2 separate regions of the Zea mays genome follow, and region 2 is linked to region 1. Evidence: chromatin contacts called from public Hi-C data. All regions are on one chromosome and are shown on one strand. The core of a region is the stretch at or near the end of the contact, and the rest is flanking DNA. Distances in the headings are between cores, read along the strand shown. Region 1 holds the start of LOC103636540. Region 2 holds the start of LOC100273648.

Region 1 (4,595 bases), core at 1,118-3,617:
AAAGGGTCCAGCCCCCCTCCTCTATAAATAGAGAGGTCTACGGCCGATTTGTAATCATCATCAATCGAATCAATACAACTTCTATTCGCATTTATTTCCAGTACAATTAGGAGTAGTTCTAGTTTAGCTTCTCGATCCCCAAATTCTTCGTCTCTCTTCGACTCTACGTCGATTAGAGGAGTCTAGGTCGGCCGGCCCGAGCCTAGACAACCCCTAGGATCTCTCCTCCCCGACGGGGTCCCTCCCGGGAGCGAGATCCAGGCCGCCGCCGGCGACTTCCGCCACCCCTGCGCACGCGCGGACCGTCCGGCCCCCAGGGCGCGGACCGTCCGGTCGTCAGGCAGAGGACCCGGGCCCTGCGCCAGGTCGCGGACCGTCCGGTCCCAGGTCGCAGACCGTCCGCGCCTAACCAGAGAGCACCGCCGCCGGTTCTTCTTAAGTATTTGACGCTCCAAAAAAGCGTCAACAAGAGTATAGTAATTGCTATACGAGCTTCCTTGAGTTCTTGCGAAGTGGCAGAGCACCATCTCCGATGGTGAGAACAGTTTTGCCTCTACTAATATAATGATAAACTTTCAGACTAAGTTGACTGCAAATTAATATGTTCAAGTCAACTGGCACATACACAGTTTCGTTACTTCGTATGCCTCCTGTACGGGCCCAGAGACCACACCACAAGCCGTTTGCACTTCGTCCTAAACAAAGCATGACGCCCAAAAGGCCTTTCGGCCCAAAGACCGAATCATTGCCCAATGCCACAGCTGCTTCATCCGCTGGTACATGTTATATTGGCGGTCTCTAATACCCCGTTTGGATAGAGCACGGAATTAACAATTGCAACTAGCTTTCTAAAATTCTGTTGTTTGATTGTGTATAGAATTGAGGTTTAGAATTAGAGACTATAACTAGAAACTCACTTTTCCAATAAAGAGCACCACCATGATTGATTTGGTATTGAACCCGGTTTAATTCCTTGTTCTTCAATATCAACATCCAAACGGAGGCTCCCCTCCGTCCTAAAATATAAAAAGATCTAAATTTATCCTACGCCAAACTATATCAAACTTTATCGAAAGATTCTATTATAAAATATTAGCATCTACCGCATCAAAAGATAAAAGATAAATTTTTATCATATATCTAATTAAATGATTCTTTTATAAATTTGATCAAAATTACTATAGTCTGACTTAGGACAAAAGTAGATTATTTATATTCCAGGATAGAGAAAGTAGGACACTGACGTGGGAATCGGACGAACCCATCGAACCTCTCTCCAAATTATGCGACTGCATGTGCTATTGCGCACACCGAAATGGCCTGTGAGTGACTCTGAGAAGAACACAATCCCCGACGTGTGGCCCATGTTATGTCGATTTAGAACTGATTACAACGACGCAAGTTTTTTTTAAAAAAAAGTTAATTTACCCATTGAGCTGTCTCCATGTTAGTTTTCGTTTCGAGTAGGAACAAACAAGGCAGACAGAGAAAAGTGGACAACCGAGAAATGTGTTTGAAATTTTGGATGAACTGAACAAAATCTTCCTGTACAGGTTGGTGCTGCTATAAGCAGTTATTTTTGTCACAGTTTTCCCCCTCATCTCCCGAGCTAAGACCGCTCATCCCTGGACACAACGCAACACAGTGTCGAGGGGGGATCGTGAGGCGAGAGCCTGCCGGAGACTCGGTCCTCGACCGATCGTCGTGGTGTTCGCATCGGCAGATCAGAAGGAAAACCAAAAGAATATAAGACCGAGAGCTCTTGGAGCCGCCGTCGATCTAGTCGGAGGCCTCCTCGACGATGCTCTCGAGCCGCGGCCTCCACACGCCGACGCGGGCGCCGCTGCGCCGCCTCCGGTGACCGCCGCCCGACGCGGCCTTTTCGGAGAGCAGCTCCCTCAGGTAGTTGTCCTGCTCCGCCGTGCCACCGGCGCTCTGCTTCTTGGCGTGGTGGCGGAGGCGGCTCTGGCTCTGGCTCTGGCTCTGGCTCGGCCGCTTGCTGCTCTGCTTCTTGCTCCTCCGGTCGGCGGGCAGGGTCGCGGACGGGATGAGGAAGTAGATGCGGCCGCGCTTGAGGTCGGAGTCGGGCGACACGATGGCGAGCTTCCGGGAGCCGCACCCTGGCGCGCCGGAGGGGGACCACGCCGTGGTGAGCGTGTGGGCGGGGTTCGCGGCGAGCACGGTTGCCGCGGCCACCGGGCAGCTGAACTCGTCGACGCGCCCGCTGAGGTGCACGACGCGGACCACGTCCAGGGCGCCGCAGGGGACCATGCAGGCCAGGCAGCACCGCAAGCTGTTGCCCATGACGCTGTCGTCTTCGTCGTCGGTGGTGGACGTGGGGGCTTCTTGATTGGTTTGCTGCTCCTGCTAGGCGCTAGCTGATTGATTGCAACTGGTGGGGATGAGTCCTGATGGGTGGGAGTGCCGGAGGCCAGCTGCTCGCATGGTATATATAGCGCGCCAAGTGGGAGTGGACCCTGGGGGAGGGGGGTTGTGATTGTGCCGTGCTGGCATCTTTTAAAGTCATAGCTATCTCGCTGGCTTGGGGATTGGATAATGGTAAGGGTCCACTCAAATTCATGTGGATTGGAGGGAATTTGTAGGTTTAAATTCATAGCAAGTTAATATATGTTTTTTTCAATTCTATTGAATTCATGTGGCGTAGAAATAAACGAATAAAGTCTAAATGATTCGGCAAGAACTAAAGAGCAATGGTTGCCAAGGTACCCACAGTCTTGTACATAGTAAAATAAAAAATAAAAAATAGGATAAAAGAGCTGCTAAAGACAGCCTAATAATCCTACTTCCCACACGAATTTCGTGTAACGATCGATATCCGTGTAGTAGTTCTAGCATTATTATCGATGGAGCATATAACGTTCGCGCCGCAGGACAAAGGTGTCCTGCACCGTGCACCGTATTCCCTGGGCCCTGCATGGTCGATTATTTTTAGTGCTCTGCATGACTGGATACGTGTTTGTTTGGTTCTCCATAGATTCCTTTGGACGTATTCTCGATTGGCAAGGCCTTATAGATTATTACGAATCCAATAATTCGAACTCGTTAGGATATTAGCATGCATGGTTTGTGCCCCTCTCTGATCTCACCCCGGAAGGTACCACGAAGGAGCCCATTCACAGTGATTAGGAATAAACAGTGGTTCACCTGTTATGGTTCTCAAGGAGAACATTCCTGATGGTAGTACAGTGGAATAATACTAGCGTGCATTTTGAGTGTAGTCTGTAGAAGAAGGGTGCGTATATACTGGTACTGGTAGATACACTGGAGTACTGGACTCAAATATATATGTAAATTGACACGATGTTCTTGTGATAAGCATGGTGATTTTGCCTCGAATTATTAACCCAAAGATACACTAGTACTACGTTCCAGGTACGACGAGTGGAGAGGGAATTTTCGACGGAAAAGAAGTCACTCACCCCATCCCCAAGCTGATGCCGATCTACGCGGCGCCAAGACCAAGAGTGGAGACACGACATAAACGTTGGGTACGTGGCTGTGGAAGGTGCTGATGGGTGGTGGTAGCCGCGCACGACGAACTGGCTGGCACGCCGACGCTGCCAAACCGCCGCCCAAATCCGCATTAGCCCGGGAGCCGAGGGCGCTGCTGCGCCAGCCCGGGCGCGACAAAAGCAAGCTAAGCCTCGCCTGGCTCGACACGCTTGCCGGCCGCCAGGGCTCGTCGCCACCGTACGGGCGGGCGGGGCGGGGACGCGTACGTTGTCGGCCGTGCGATCTCGCTGCGGGAGCCGGAGATTTTGGCGGGGGAGCATCCGGCCGGATCTCCGGGGAGGTAGCTGCCTCAAGGTTAGTTTCGTCGGCGGTTTGGGACGCAGCCGCGCTGGACTGCGGCCCGGCATAGCATAATCGTGCTGCGGTCGAAACATCTAGCGCTGCCGGCCGGTGCGTGCGTGCATGGGCAGATGAGGGGAAGCCTCCGCGGCTTCATTTTGTTCCAAGATAATAAGCTGAGACACGGTTACCGTACCAGGCTGGGTTCGATGTTAAGGTACGTACCTGACCAAATCATTGGTACGCCCAATTATAGCTGAATTGATGATCTTCAGTGGATTGGTTTAATTATGAGTTGCTGAAAAGATGTTTATACCAAGGCCCTATTTATATTATAATATATAAAATTTAAAATCAATCTATAATGTTCATTCTTGTCTTATTAGGCGATCTCTATCCCCGACGTCGTCGTGTTGACGCTGCAAGCAGTATCTCTAAAACATCGTTGTATTGAAGAACTTGCATGGGTTAGGGCAAATCATGGCTTTAGGCAACGATCACGCGGCTGTCCGTCGAGTTAATCTGCGTTGCAACGTTGTATACGATCTTCATCAGGCCTTTGGCCTCAATCTCATCACCGACTACGTTTTAGAGCGATTCGCACCGAAAAACACGACGAGTTTCCATCTCGTATCTGATATAGATTTAATCTTCTATAGACATGATGCTTTTCACCATGTGTGGCTTATCCCTACTTTCATTCAGTAGTTGCTTAGCAGTTGCTTTACATGACCATCTTAGTCTCGCTCTTTTACAGTAAAAATATATATAGCTCATAAATA
Region 2 (4,595 bases), core at 1,070-3,569, 150 kb before region 1:
TACAGAAGTGTGTGTGTTTCTTCCAGAGGCAGGCAGGCCGTATATTCTTCCATGAATGTGGATCAAAAGTCGCTGTGTGATCAACTGATAGGAGGAGGATTCACGCAGCAAAGTTTTACGCGACAAAGCTATCTTATTGGGCTGCCTGAACACATACCACTCCTCGCATACATCTCTTCTCCGTGGAGACTTTTGTCGCGCGCGGTTGTTACTAGTATTTGGAATCCCGGCCGGTATTCCATTATGTTGCACCGCTAGCTAGCTACACTGATGAGCGATCGCAAAGTCACACCCATGGTTGCGAAGAACACGGCCGGGCCAAAATAAAACACAGTAGCCATACATACTACGTTAACCAGCTTTGTGTGCATGCTCGTACTGGAATGGAACCACGGCGAAATCATAGGCACCTTACACACTGACGATGCACGCGCGGTCGTCCACCACCACCTTTTCTCTATAACTATTAAGAAGCTAACGTGGACCGCCCTCGTCTCCCCTTATCGCTGTCGCATGCAAGCTACATAAGCGCGCACAAGCTCTGCATGACCAATGCATGCAAGCCGCACAAGCTCTGTATGGCTGCTGCATGCAAGCCGCCGCACAAGTTGCTGCATACATGCATGCATGCAAGCCGCAGAACCTGCTGCATACCAGCATCGTGTCTCCCTCCACTCATGAAGCGTTGTGGAAATTGAGGGGACTGACCTGGTGGCTGGCTGCTGTCCGCCTGTTCCTCTGCTGCAAGCCTGCAGTGCTGCTCAGTTGTTGTCGGCTTGATTGGTTACCCTACTCGGGCAGGGCTACCCGGCTAGCCCTATGGACTCGAGGCACAGTTCGCAATCTTACTCTTACCTGCTAGGAGCAGCCGCTGGTAGCATCGTACAATCTACAATTTCCAGTTCGAGAATAAAATCAGCTAGACAAAAACCACAAATCCAACAAAATCTAATATGTACTCGCACAAAAACAATTAGCCATATATACTTTTTAATTTAGGTCATCAACCACTATGCACTAAGAAACACTATGCAAGCACTGACGGGGCTGGGCGGGAGGAACCTAGCGAGGCGCCACCCATCGTGTTTCCTTTGAGGCTCTGCGATCGTCGTTGTCTTGCTGCATGCACTGAGGTTGAACATACTGCTGCTCCTCTGCATGTGCGCGTTCCTCGCCCCGACGCGCGCGGTCGCAGAACACGACCATGGCCACGGCCGCGCCGGCGTCCGTCGAGGGGTTCAACTGCACCGCCAACCGCATGTACCCATGCCAAGTGTACGCACTCTACCGCGCCGGCTTCGCGGGTGTGCCGCTCGATCTCGTGCCATCGGTGACCTCTTCGTCGTCAGTCGCTTCATGGTCGCGCACGCCAACAACCTCTCCACGACGACCGCGCCGGCCAACGGGCAGCCGCTGCTCGTGCCGCTCCAGTGCGGCTGCCCCTCTCGGTCCCCCAGCTCGTACGCGCCGATGCAGTACCAGATCGGCCCAGGGGACACATACTGGATTGTCTCCACCACCAAGCTACAGAACCTCACGCAGTACAAGGCCGTGGAGCGCATGAACCCCACGCTGGTGCCCACCGACCTCGACGTTGGCACCATGGTCACGTTCCCCGTCTTCTGCCAGTGCCCGGCCGCCGCCGACAACGCCACGACGCTCGTCACCTACGTCATGTAGACCGGGGACACATACGTGTCCGTTGCCGCCGCCTTCTCCGTCGTCTATCCACAGTGAAAGACACAATGCGGCGGCCGCCTGTGCATGCACTGAGGATGAGCGCGCTGCTGCTGCTCCTCTGCCTGTGCGCGTTCCCCGTCCCGGCGCGGTCGTAGAACACGACCACGGCCACGGCCAAATTTATTCAACTAGATGGAGCCGAAGGCTGAAGGTGCGACTGGTGATAAACGATATATGATTTGTGTATGAATATGTGCTTCAGCTTGTGCAACATAAGATAAGTTAAAAATTTAACTATCTACGTGTAGTTATTTAACTCTCGTGGCAACGCACAGGTAGATATCTAGTATTATATAACCCTAAACATCATGATTCGTCGTCAGCGCCAAGGACGACCAGCAGATTACCAGACCCTCGTCGTTAAGGCGAATCTCGCTGTCGGATTGGACCACTGCCCGCCTGGGCCTGGGCGGCTTGGACCCTTCTCTGTCGAGTACCGCAGGCTGCTTTTACGGGCGCACATGGATGCATCAGCTCCTCCGATCCACGGGCCATGCATGGCTCCACCGCCGCGCGTCCTTCCTTTTCACCCCCCGCTCCGGGTAGCAAAGCGCAAGACGACCGACCGGCGCACAATTGGCGACTAGCCGATTGACATCCATCCATCTCTAGCCGGGCGGTCACTCAGAGTCTCAGACACGCACAACCAGTACAAGTCTACCTGAAGTGACCCCGTCGACCTGAAGTCCACTACTAGACTCAGTGTACGCAGCAGGCAGCAGCAGCTAGTGCCACCGCTTGCCTAGTTGCCTGCCTACCCTGCATGCATGCACGCTCTTCTCTTTCTGTAGCCTGTATGTATGCACTGTATGTATGGTCGCAGTCTCGCCGATCTATCAAACTTGGCCAGCGATCAGGTGTAGTCCGGTCTGTCTGCGGGAGCCGCGCTGAGATCTGACGTGGCTACAGTGGCGTCCCAGCCTGAGAATAGAGGGGCCTTTAACAAGACACCGAGGGCGCGCAGCCAGCGGGAGTACACGCCCCTCCCCTTCCTCGTGCTTCCTAAACTTGTTGGCTGCCTGCAGCTTGCTTGCTTGCTTGCTGCGGCTTCAATCAGGGTCTTGAAATAGGGGTGCTGCTCAGGCCCATCCCATGGAGTGGTCCATGTCCAGGGGGAGGCGGAGATGGAGGCGGTGTGGCAGATCCATGCTAAAGCTGGCGGGGCTGTGCCTCGCCGTCGCCGTCTGCCTCTGCCTCTGCCTCTACCTCTGCGGCGTTCGGCCTTGGGCCTGCAGTGGCTGTACTGTGCTGCTCCGTTCAGGTAAACGAACGAAAGATGTCCTCACTACTATGCAGATGCTTGCTTGCCGCGTTTCGGCAACTCTTTCGTGTGCTTCTCTCTCTGGTGACCTGCTCTGCATAGTCATTGGTGTGAGTGACGCCTTTCTCGTCCACGGTTCATGTTTGCCAAGGTTCATTCACGTACTAGTTGCTTCGTCATGCTGTGTTCTTTGTTCTTTATACATGCGCGCAGCTGCCTGCACTCGTCTTCGTCTAGCACCGGATTGGTCTTCGCTTCACTGCATTTACTAGTTGTAACTTCATTGTCCTCTTTTTTTTTCTTTCTTGCTTGATTTGCTCTTCAGAGTCCTGGAGACGAGGACGGGCGGCAGCACCTTGCGGCAATCAGGTGCGAATCCATCTCCCCGATCTCAGCTACTACTACCTATATTCTCCACTGCGCGACGATGGCGATGGGACAGCGCAGAGATCAAACCGACTTGTGATTAGCTGGTTGTCCTGTTCATAATACTAATCTTCTGCTCCGGGATCCACCGCATTCATGACGATGCGCCATCAAATCTAATTAAACCCACGTAACAGAGAGCGACAGAGGAAACGCCAAACGCACCCGGCTCCGCCATGGCTGCTGCTGCACGCACGCACGCACTGCAGCCAGCTCCCGGCCAGTAGCGCTCGATCATGCATTCACAGGCACAGGCACGGCCATGCCAGCTGCTCGCAGCCCCGTCCGTCCGACAGCCCTTCGCCGCCGGGTCCCATGGCCTTTTGACCATACGTCACTGCTGTGTCCATCGGTCGATGCATTGGCAATGCAACACCACCGTACGTACCCACGATAGCGACCTTACCGCCGGCCGAATGGTACGTACGTTCCACGAGTGCGCGACGCGACGCGACGTACCCTCAGCCCCCAGCATTCAGAACTCATGATATGGTTCGTTATTCTTCTTGCTACTCGCGCTGCAGGGGTGCTACACGGGTGGGCAATGGCGGCGGCTGCTGGCGGATGGTCCGGGGTCATACCCGCCACGGTGCACGTCCAAGTGCGGCGACTGCAGCCCCTGCTACCCGGTGCACGTGGCCGTGCCGCCGGGCGTGCCCGTCACTACCGAGTACTACCCGGAGGCGTGGAGGTGCAAGTGCGGCAACCGCCTCTACATGCCATGAGCGCAGTCCGAGCAAGCAGGCAGGCAGCCAGCCAGCCAGCCAGCGAAGGATCGAGAGCGCCGGCCGAGGCGCGCTGGGCCTACGCTCCATTATTGCACCGGGCGGGGTGGCTCTCGCGGTCTCGCCTGCGCTGCGCTGCGCGCGCGCGCGCGGTGTCGTGGTCCTCTCGCCGCGCGCATGGGCGGGATCTGCGCTCTGCAGCGGCGCGTGCTGGCCGTGGCCAGTGGCGGCCTACCACTCTGACCGGCTGCCGGCTGGGTCCGCTGCCTGGGGATGCTGAGACTGTGCATGGCTTTTTCCGTGCCGCGCGCTGGAATTCGCACGGCCCTACCACGAGCGCGTGGAGGCTTGGAGCGGAGCGGAGGCATGGCGGGCGTACGGCGCGTCAGCGCGTGCTGGATCGATGAAGGATGAGAGCTGAGAGGAGCTGTCGCGGCCCACTC

The links. Hi-C and Micro-C count contacts between places; a contact is called where the count stands out from the background.
Region 2: a contact with region 1 is called in a Hi-C map of tassel, with 2.2 times the contacts expected there. The contact joins the promoter of LOC100273648 here to the promoter of LOC103636540 in region 1. A contact is called at or near these places in 2 of 25 Hi-C or Micro-C datasets (leaf and tassel).

Annotation. Positions count from the first base shown.
Region 1 is chr8:176,548,154-176,552,748 of Zm-B73-REFERENCE-NAM-5.0, reverse strand. LOC103636540 reads right to left here and starts at 2,367. Exons shown (of 1, transcript NM_001150410.2): 1 at 1,490-2,367. The coding sequence starts at 2,304. The coding sequence ends at 1,780.
Region 2 is chr8:176,698,859-176,703,453 of Zm-B73-REFERENCE-NAM-5.0, reverse strand. LOC100273648 reads left to right here and starts at 2,319. Exons shown (of 3, transcript NM_001148062.2): 1 at 2,319-3,001; 2 at 3,327-3,370; 3 at 3,952-4,595. The coding sequence starts at 2,865. The coding sequence ends at 4,559.